2 separate regions of the Sus scrofa genome follow, and region 2 is linked to region 1. The links are chromatin contacts, called in public HiChIP or PLAC-seq maps. All regions are on one chromosome and are shown on one strand. Each heading gives the region's core, a stretch centred on a gene start, on an enhancer-like site or on the middle of the called end of the contact. The rest is flanking DNA. Distances are from core to core; before and after follow the strand shown.

Evidence for each region. HiChIP or PLAC-seq counts read pairs in DNA pulled down with a chosen protein or histone mark.
Region 2: a contact with region 1 is called in an H3K27ac HiChIP or PLAC-seq map of skeletal muscle, with 14 times the contacts expected there. The contact joins the promoter of FAT4 here to the enhancer-like site in region 1. A contact is called at or near these places in 1 of 5 promoter capture datasets (liver), 16 of 47 Hi-C or Micro-C datasets (alveolar macrophages, embryonic fibroblasts, fetal heart ventricle and 8 more) and 1 of 2 datasets of contacts at active chromatin or transcription factors (skeletal muscle).

What each region holds. Positions count from the first base shown.
Region 1 is chr8:98,930,927-98,934,191 of Sscrofa11.1, reverse strand. No RefSeq gene overlaps it. Among named protein-coding and RNA genes, the nearest start is that of FAT4, 380 kb to the left of the region's middle. Within about 2 kb of position 1,276, at least 4 of the 83 cell types and tissues checked have an H3K27ac peak or open chromatin away from gene starts, as enhancers often do.
Region 2 is chr8:99,310,225-99,313,413 of Sscrofa11.1, reverse strand. It overlaps FAT4 (protocadherin Fat 4), which reads left to right and starts at 1,283. Exons shown (of 22, transcript XM_021101611.1): 1 at 1,283-3,189. The coding sequence starts at 2,895. All of the region lies in intron 1 of LOC106504728 (a long non-coding RNA gene), which reads right to left.

The sequences.
Region 1 (3,265 bases), core at 27-2,526:
CCTTCATTACAGTTTGTGTATTTATTTTTCAATTCTCAGAAGCCTGCAAAATGTATTGAGTTATGAAATAAGGAACTTATTAACTATCCAAAGCTATGTTTGTGATTAGAGAGTGCTCTCACAGCAGTGACTTGGTACCTGATAAGTGGTTTTGAGATCTGATCAACCCAATTCTTAAAATGCAGTTGCCTTCCCCTGCCTTCTCCATCACATGAAAAGAAGTAACAACTTTCTCTTCCTGTTAGTCTAGCTGCTTAAAAATAACACATTCCAGCAAGGAGGGAGGGAGATTGCAAGCAGCAGGACATATGAGACTTGCCAAGGGGCCAGCATTTCCTGGCTTACAATTGCAGGAAAGGCTTTGCTCCATTATCAATGGGACCTGATGCTTTGATAGGCAATTGTTTTAAAAGCTAAACAACATTTGCAGTAGAAATATTGTGTGTGTTACACAAGGCTTGTGCGGAGGAAACATAGCACCAGATGGATCAGACAATAGTCTTGTCTCATGTTTTGTTCTTTTACTGGTAATAAAATAAAAACTAAAAAACATAGCCATGTATAACTTTGCTAGGAATGAAGACTGTTGTTTTAGAAAAGAATAGGGGAGTTGTCATGGACAATACAGATTTCCTTTGCAATAATTGCTGATTTTAAAATGTACAGAAACAATGGAATGCTCAAGAAATCAGTCACTTTGAGTAAGGACGTTCCTTATTTAGCACACTGAATCTATTATCTCCAGTGGAATTAGAAAAAAAATAATCAACTGGTTAGAAATATACTCCCCCTACAGTTAGGAAAAAAGATTACTTCTAAACAATTCTTGTTATTTAGGAAAAACCTTAACTATTATTGCCTCGCTCTCTGAGTTCTGATACGAGATAGATAGATAGATAGATAGATAGATAGATAGATAGATAGATAGATATTTGATATATAAATAGATAAATATTTCATATATCATATATGTATGTATATTATATTCTCTATCCCTAAGAAAACTCACTAACTTTGATGATCTTTCTGAAATACAATCAGGAAAAATTTTCTTTATCTTTTTTTTCCTTCTGAGGAAGCAGAGGGGAATGAACACAAAAACAGAGCTTTATTAAATAAATACTTATAAAAACGTATACTCATGATAAAACCCTGCAGGTCCATGTCTCTTCCTGAAGTGATAAAAGGAGCTGACAGTTTCTCTTTCAAAGCTGTACAGCCTTTGGACATCTTCAGGCAAGTGCTAGCTCCATTGCTCTGGGTCACTTTGGCTAGAGTGTTGGCATGGATGGGGCACAATTCTCCACTCCTCTTCCCACGTGAAAACACACTGATTAAACTATGTCGTCACAGAAATTCTAATTCAGCGCTGAGATAAGTGTGACTCCAGCATGCTCTGATATTCTCTTAATGAGTCTCCAGTAGTGTCTTCCTATAACCAAACAGGTATTGAAAAATGCACCCTGACTAGAAAAACTAAAATCTAGACTAATATGCAAACTACGCCTGTGGTATACGTTTAAAGGAGATGGGCATTCCCATTAGCACCCAGCTATCTTCTTTCATGTTAAGAACACTGTACGCCTTTTTTGGATGAATGGCTGATGTGTGCCCTGCAGCAGGTCTATAATAGCCTTAACAACTGTGATTCTTTCCTAGAAGTCATATTTTTAGAGGGATAATTTAAATGATTATAGTTGGATTAGAAAATTTACTCTGGCTGTGATGTGGAAAGAAAATAGAAAAGAAAGAAACTATTGGCAGAGAGATCAGTTAATAGACATCGTGAAAATACCTTAAAAACATTTAGAAGGAAAAAAATCAAATTATGTACTGAATATACTTGATAAAAGAATAGAAAAGTAACAAAGATTTTGTAATATTTCCATTTGGACCATATTTGGATGGCAATTAAGATGAATCTTTGTCATTTATAGAAGCTAATATTATCTAGTTTAAAAATTTTCCAAATCTTAAACTATAATGTTGGAAATGCGCTTTAAAACTGTGAACAGTATTTTATCAGCATGTGTAAATAATGCTACTTAGAAAGAAATCAATGAATACGTATTACTGTCTGTAGATAACCTTAGTTAATAAACTAATTTTTTCTCTGCTTGAATTTAATTGATAAACAATATTTCAGCAATCCAAAGGTTTTTAAAGTATTAAAATTGAAGCAGTAATTTAAAATTATGAGAATTATAATACATTCTTATTTCCTCCTATTTTGGCTTAAAGATAGATCTTTAATGTAGATGATTAAAACAAAAATAGTAGAAAATAAATTGGATGGTCTATTTATTATATGTTTTCATGTGTTTACCCACTACAACTTGCCATTTATTTTTTAAAGAATATGCTTTTTAAGTACATATTAAATATCTATTTATGAGGTGGTGATTCAGTAGATTTTTTCAATTACAAAGAAAAGCAATTTTAATAGTCAGGATTTGTTCAGGGAAAATAGAAATTACTCTAGGTAATTTCTTTCAAGTAGCAAGGTATTAAATATAGGGAATTAGTGACAAACTTTTTTTTTTTTTTTTTTTTTTGAACAGCTAGCAGAACAAACTTCATGGATAACAGTAACAAGTTTTCAGGAAATTAGGACCTTTGAGAGCTGCCAAGAAATTAATGTTTATGATTTCAGGTGCCTTGAAATTAATTTTTTAATTGATTATTTATTGATTTGCTTGATTTTAATCAAGGTAGTCTGCAGAATATAGAATGGGCTAATTGTACATTTTTAGACCCTTGCATTTTTATAAGATTCACCTCTGTTGCTGCTGAGCATTATTTCTTTCTGTCAGCTTGCTCATATGTATGGTTCCTACTCAGAAAGAAAAAATTCTCTCAGGGACAAGCTGCAAATAAATGTACTAAATTTTTCAGCCTAAAAAATTTTCCAAGATGTTTATCAAATAAAGAAATTTAACATTAGGCTTTGTAAAAATTAACAAAAATATTTTAAAAATATTTCCCCCCTGTAAACTTTATGTGCACAAAGAGTTTGAAGGCTGCTGAAATAATAGGGATGAAGTAACTACTCCTAATTAAGGGGCCACACTAGATGGGTCAGGTTTATGAGTGAGCAGTTTGTAAGGGAAATTTGAAGTCTTTAGAGACCAAATCCAGGAAAGGAAGAAGTCAGAAGATTATTGAAGAAAAATAATATGCCTCGGAGAGATATATTTGAATTCTTAGTAGGAACCCCACTACTGTTCGTGGACAGATAGAACCAAAACTAACAGGATAAGAGAAT
Region 2 (3,189 bases), core at 34-2,533, 380 kb before region 1:
ATTATCCTTGTAACCAGATCCTTCTAGTCTCTGCATTTAATTTTAAGCAAGAAAGTGGACAACTAAAAAGCTGTAAGATTGATGGAAAACAGCAGAGGGCAGTATTTACTCATCGCTGAATCATCTCTGGTATCAGAAAAGTTTTAAACTTGGAGGGGTCATTGTGGCGAAAAGTAAAACACACGCCCTATATTTACATTACTTGCCTTAAATTCTTATTTTCTAAATGGTTTCCCTTAAAGGATAAATAATACCTGATTTCTAGTCACTTTTTTCTTTCTTTGAAGAGCCGAATTGTACCACAAAGATTAGCTTCAGTAAATATCAGGGAAATTAATCTGAGTGCCTTGCATGGCAAGTGGCTATTTTTAATATTTCACTCTATTCATTTCTATTTTTCTCATATATACCCTTTCTCAAGACAAAAACAAAAAACAAACAAAAAAAACAAAACAAAAAGAAACAAAACTTCATCAGGATTCCATTGGTTATAAAATGTCTGGGAGGAAATACTCCAACAGAGATCAAAATTCCAAACTTTGCAATAGGAAAAGATCTCCATCTTTCCAATGGGCTACCATTGTTATTGTTGAAACTCTAAGGTTTGGCTACTGGCACCTGGGATCCATTTGGGAAGGGAAACAAAACAAACAGAGTTCCCTTGGCTTTTCCTACAGGAAATCCAAAGTGCAGTCAGTACCTAGGCCTTGGTGTCCTAGTCACCTGACAGTGGGGGAGGGACAAATGGGGACAGGTTCAGGGTTGATCTCAACCTGGGCTGCAGTTAGCTCGCTCTGTAGACAGAGGAGGCATGAGGAAGATTTGGTTTGGATTCTGTCGGGTTGTATTGTAGAGCAGCTCCCTCCTCTCCCATCGCAAGAGAAGGGGCAGGAAACGGTTAAAGCAAATCTGCGCTTTGCATTCCCAGACAGGCTTTGCTTAATCCTTCCTCCCGCTCTAACAGACCCTCACCCCCCGCCTTTCTTTTATTTCTCTCGACCCCCTTACCCCTGAGTTATTACTAGCATAACAATCTAACGGTCTTCTCCCAGACCCCGCCACTAAAGTTATTTATCTGCAAACCTGACCCCACCCCCATCTATTCTGCGGCAGCCTTTTGCTGTTATTGCTGTAACGCCGGCCAAGATTTGACCAAAAAAAAAAAAAAAAAAAAAAAAAAAAAAAAAAAAGAAAAAGAAAAAATCACCCCCCTTCCCAGCGCCTCCTACTCGCAGATCTCCCACACCCGACAGCCTACAGTCCTCCAGGAGGCTGGAGTGATTAGCATCCGGAGAAGCCAGTCGGAGGCCGAAAAAGTCCGAGAGCGCTGGCGGTAGGAGTGCCAGGCGGGGCTGCTTTAGCTCCGGCCCAATGGGGATGGGGCGAGGGAGGGGCAGTAGGTGACAGCACCCGGAGTTAGGGGGAGTCCGGCGAACTAAAGTGCGGGGATCAATGAGTGGCGAGCAAAGTTTCTGTGTCTTGCTCTAGCTCGCGGTCTTCCCTCCCCCTCTGTTTGTGTTTCGGCGACGCGCTGTGTGTGTGTGTGTGTGTGCGTGTGTGTGTCTGCGCGCGCGCGTGCGGCGGGGAAGGGGCGGGGAGAGTGTGGGGGACCAGCCGGAGGTTGAGAGGGGCTCAAGGAGCTCCAGCTCCACAGCGGTACTAGCTTCAGCCGGGGCAGGCAAGAGGGAGAGCGCTGACAGCCGCCGTCCGAAGCTGCTGCGGGCGCTGCCACAGCCCAGAGCGGATTTCCCCGCCTACACAGCCACGGGTGAAGGAGAAAGGGGGACCAACCACCACCCCCGCCCCAAACAAAAAGCCTTGTGGATTACAAAGTGAAACTGACACAGGACAATAAAGGGAAAGGGCACGAGGTCAGGGGCGAGGCGCACTAGAGAGGGCTTCTGACTGGGGCCGCCGGAGAAGGATCCCCCTGGCATGGTTAGGGGAGGGGACTCGGGGACAGAGCGCTGCTCCTGTCCGACCCTGGCGAGGCCGAGAAGAAAGAGGGACCTGCGCTCGATTTGGATGTACAAATAATGGGTCGGCAGGCGTCCTGGCAGAGGTAAAAAAAATTAAAAATGCCGAATAGCGCTGGATTTTGCCTGCGCCTGACTACGGGCTCGAAGCCGCAGCAGGGGCGGCGGCGCCGGCTGGAGGAGAAGGGACAGAGCTGAGCGCTCCGGGATACCGGAGCCCCAGCGCCGCTGTGAGCGCTTGGAAGGCAGTTTTCTAGCTGCCCGCGCTCAGACCCCGAAGCCTGGGCCTCAGCGGCCACTTCTGCAGCCCTGTTGGAGGGGCGTTGCAGCCTTGTTCTTGAGGAGAGGGGATTCGAGGAAATCCCTCGTCTCCAGATTTTGGGAAAGGAATTCGAGAATCTCCCGGCTCCTCATCGACCCCTCCCCCGTGAGCAATTGTTCTTTCCACACACCGCTACGGACGTTTGTCCTTCCCTCTTCAGTTTCTTCGCTGTGGTAAGTTCTAAAGTTTCTGAGGACAATTGTTTGCAACTTCATTCCTCATTAACCTCAATCTCTCCCAACTCACATCCACCTGGGCGAAAACGCTGACTCTCCCGGATTCGAAAACAAAGTGAAGGGGGAAAATAGAGAAGGTTTGAGAAACTTTTCTGGGAACTCATCAACGCACAGGAGTGTCCGAGGAATGCCTGCCGCTTTCCCCCAAGGCATCTCTCTCGCACTAAGCATCCAAATGGCTACCTTGATCCTTTTGCTGATGCGACTTGCTTCTGTTGGGCAGGAGATTCTTTGAAATAGCAGAGCTCTCCAAGCCATCGGCTGCATGTTTGCTGGGGCTACTTAATCCCCGTCATCGTCATCACTTTTTTGCCTCACCTCTTCCTTCTCTATATCACACTGTTCCAGGGAGCCAGGAACATGGACTTGGCAGCAGACAGGGCTCCTGGCCGCCCGTGGCTCCCGCTGCCCACTTTATCATTATTTCAGCTCCTTCGCGTCTTTTGGCTGCTGTCACTGCTCCCAGGGTCGGCCCGGGTCAGCGGGGCGGAGCAGCGCCAGGTGTTTCAGGTGCTGGAGGAGCAACCTCCTGGCACGCTGGTGGGTACCATCCAGACGCGCCCTGGCTTCACCTACCGGCTCAGCGAAAGCCACGCCCTGTTTGCCATAAACAGTAGCACCGGGGCCCTGTACACCACTGCCACCATCGACCGCG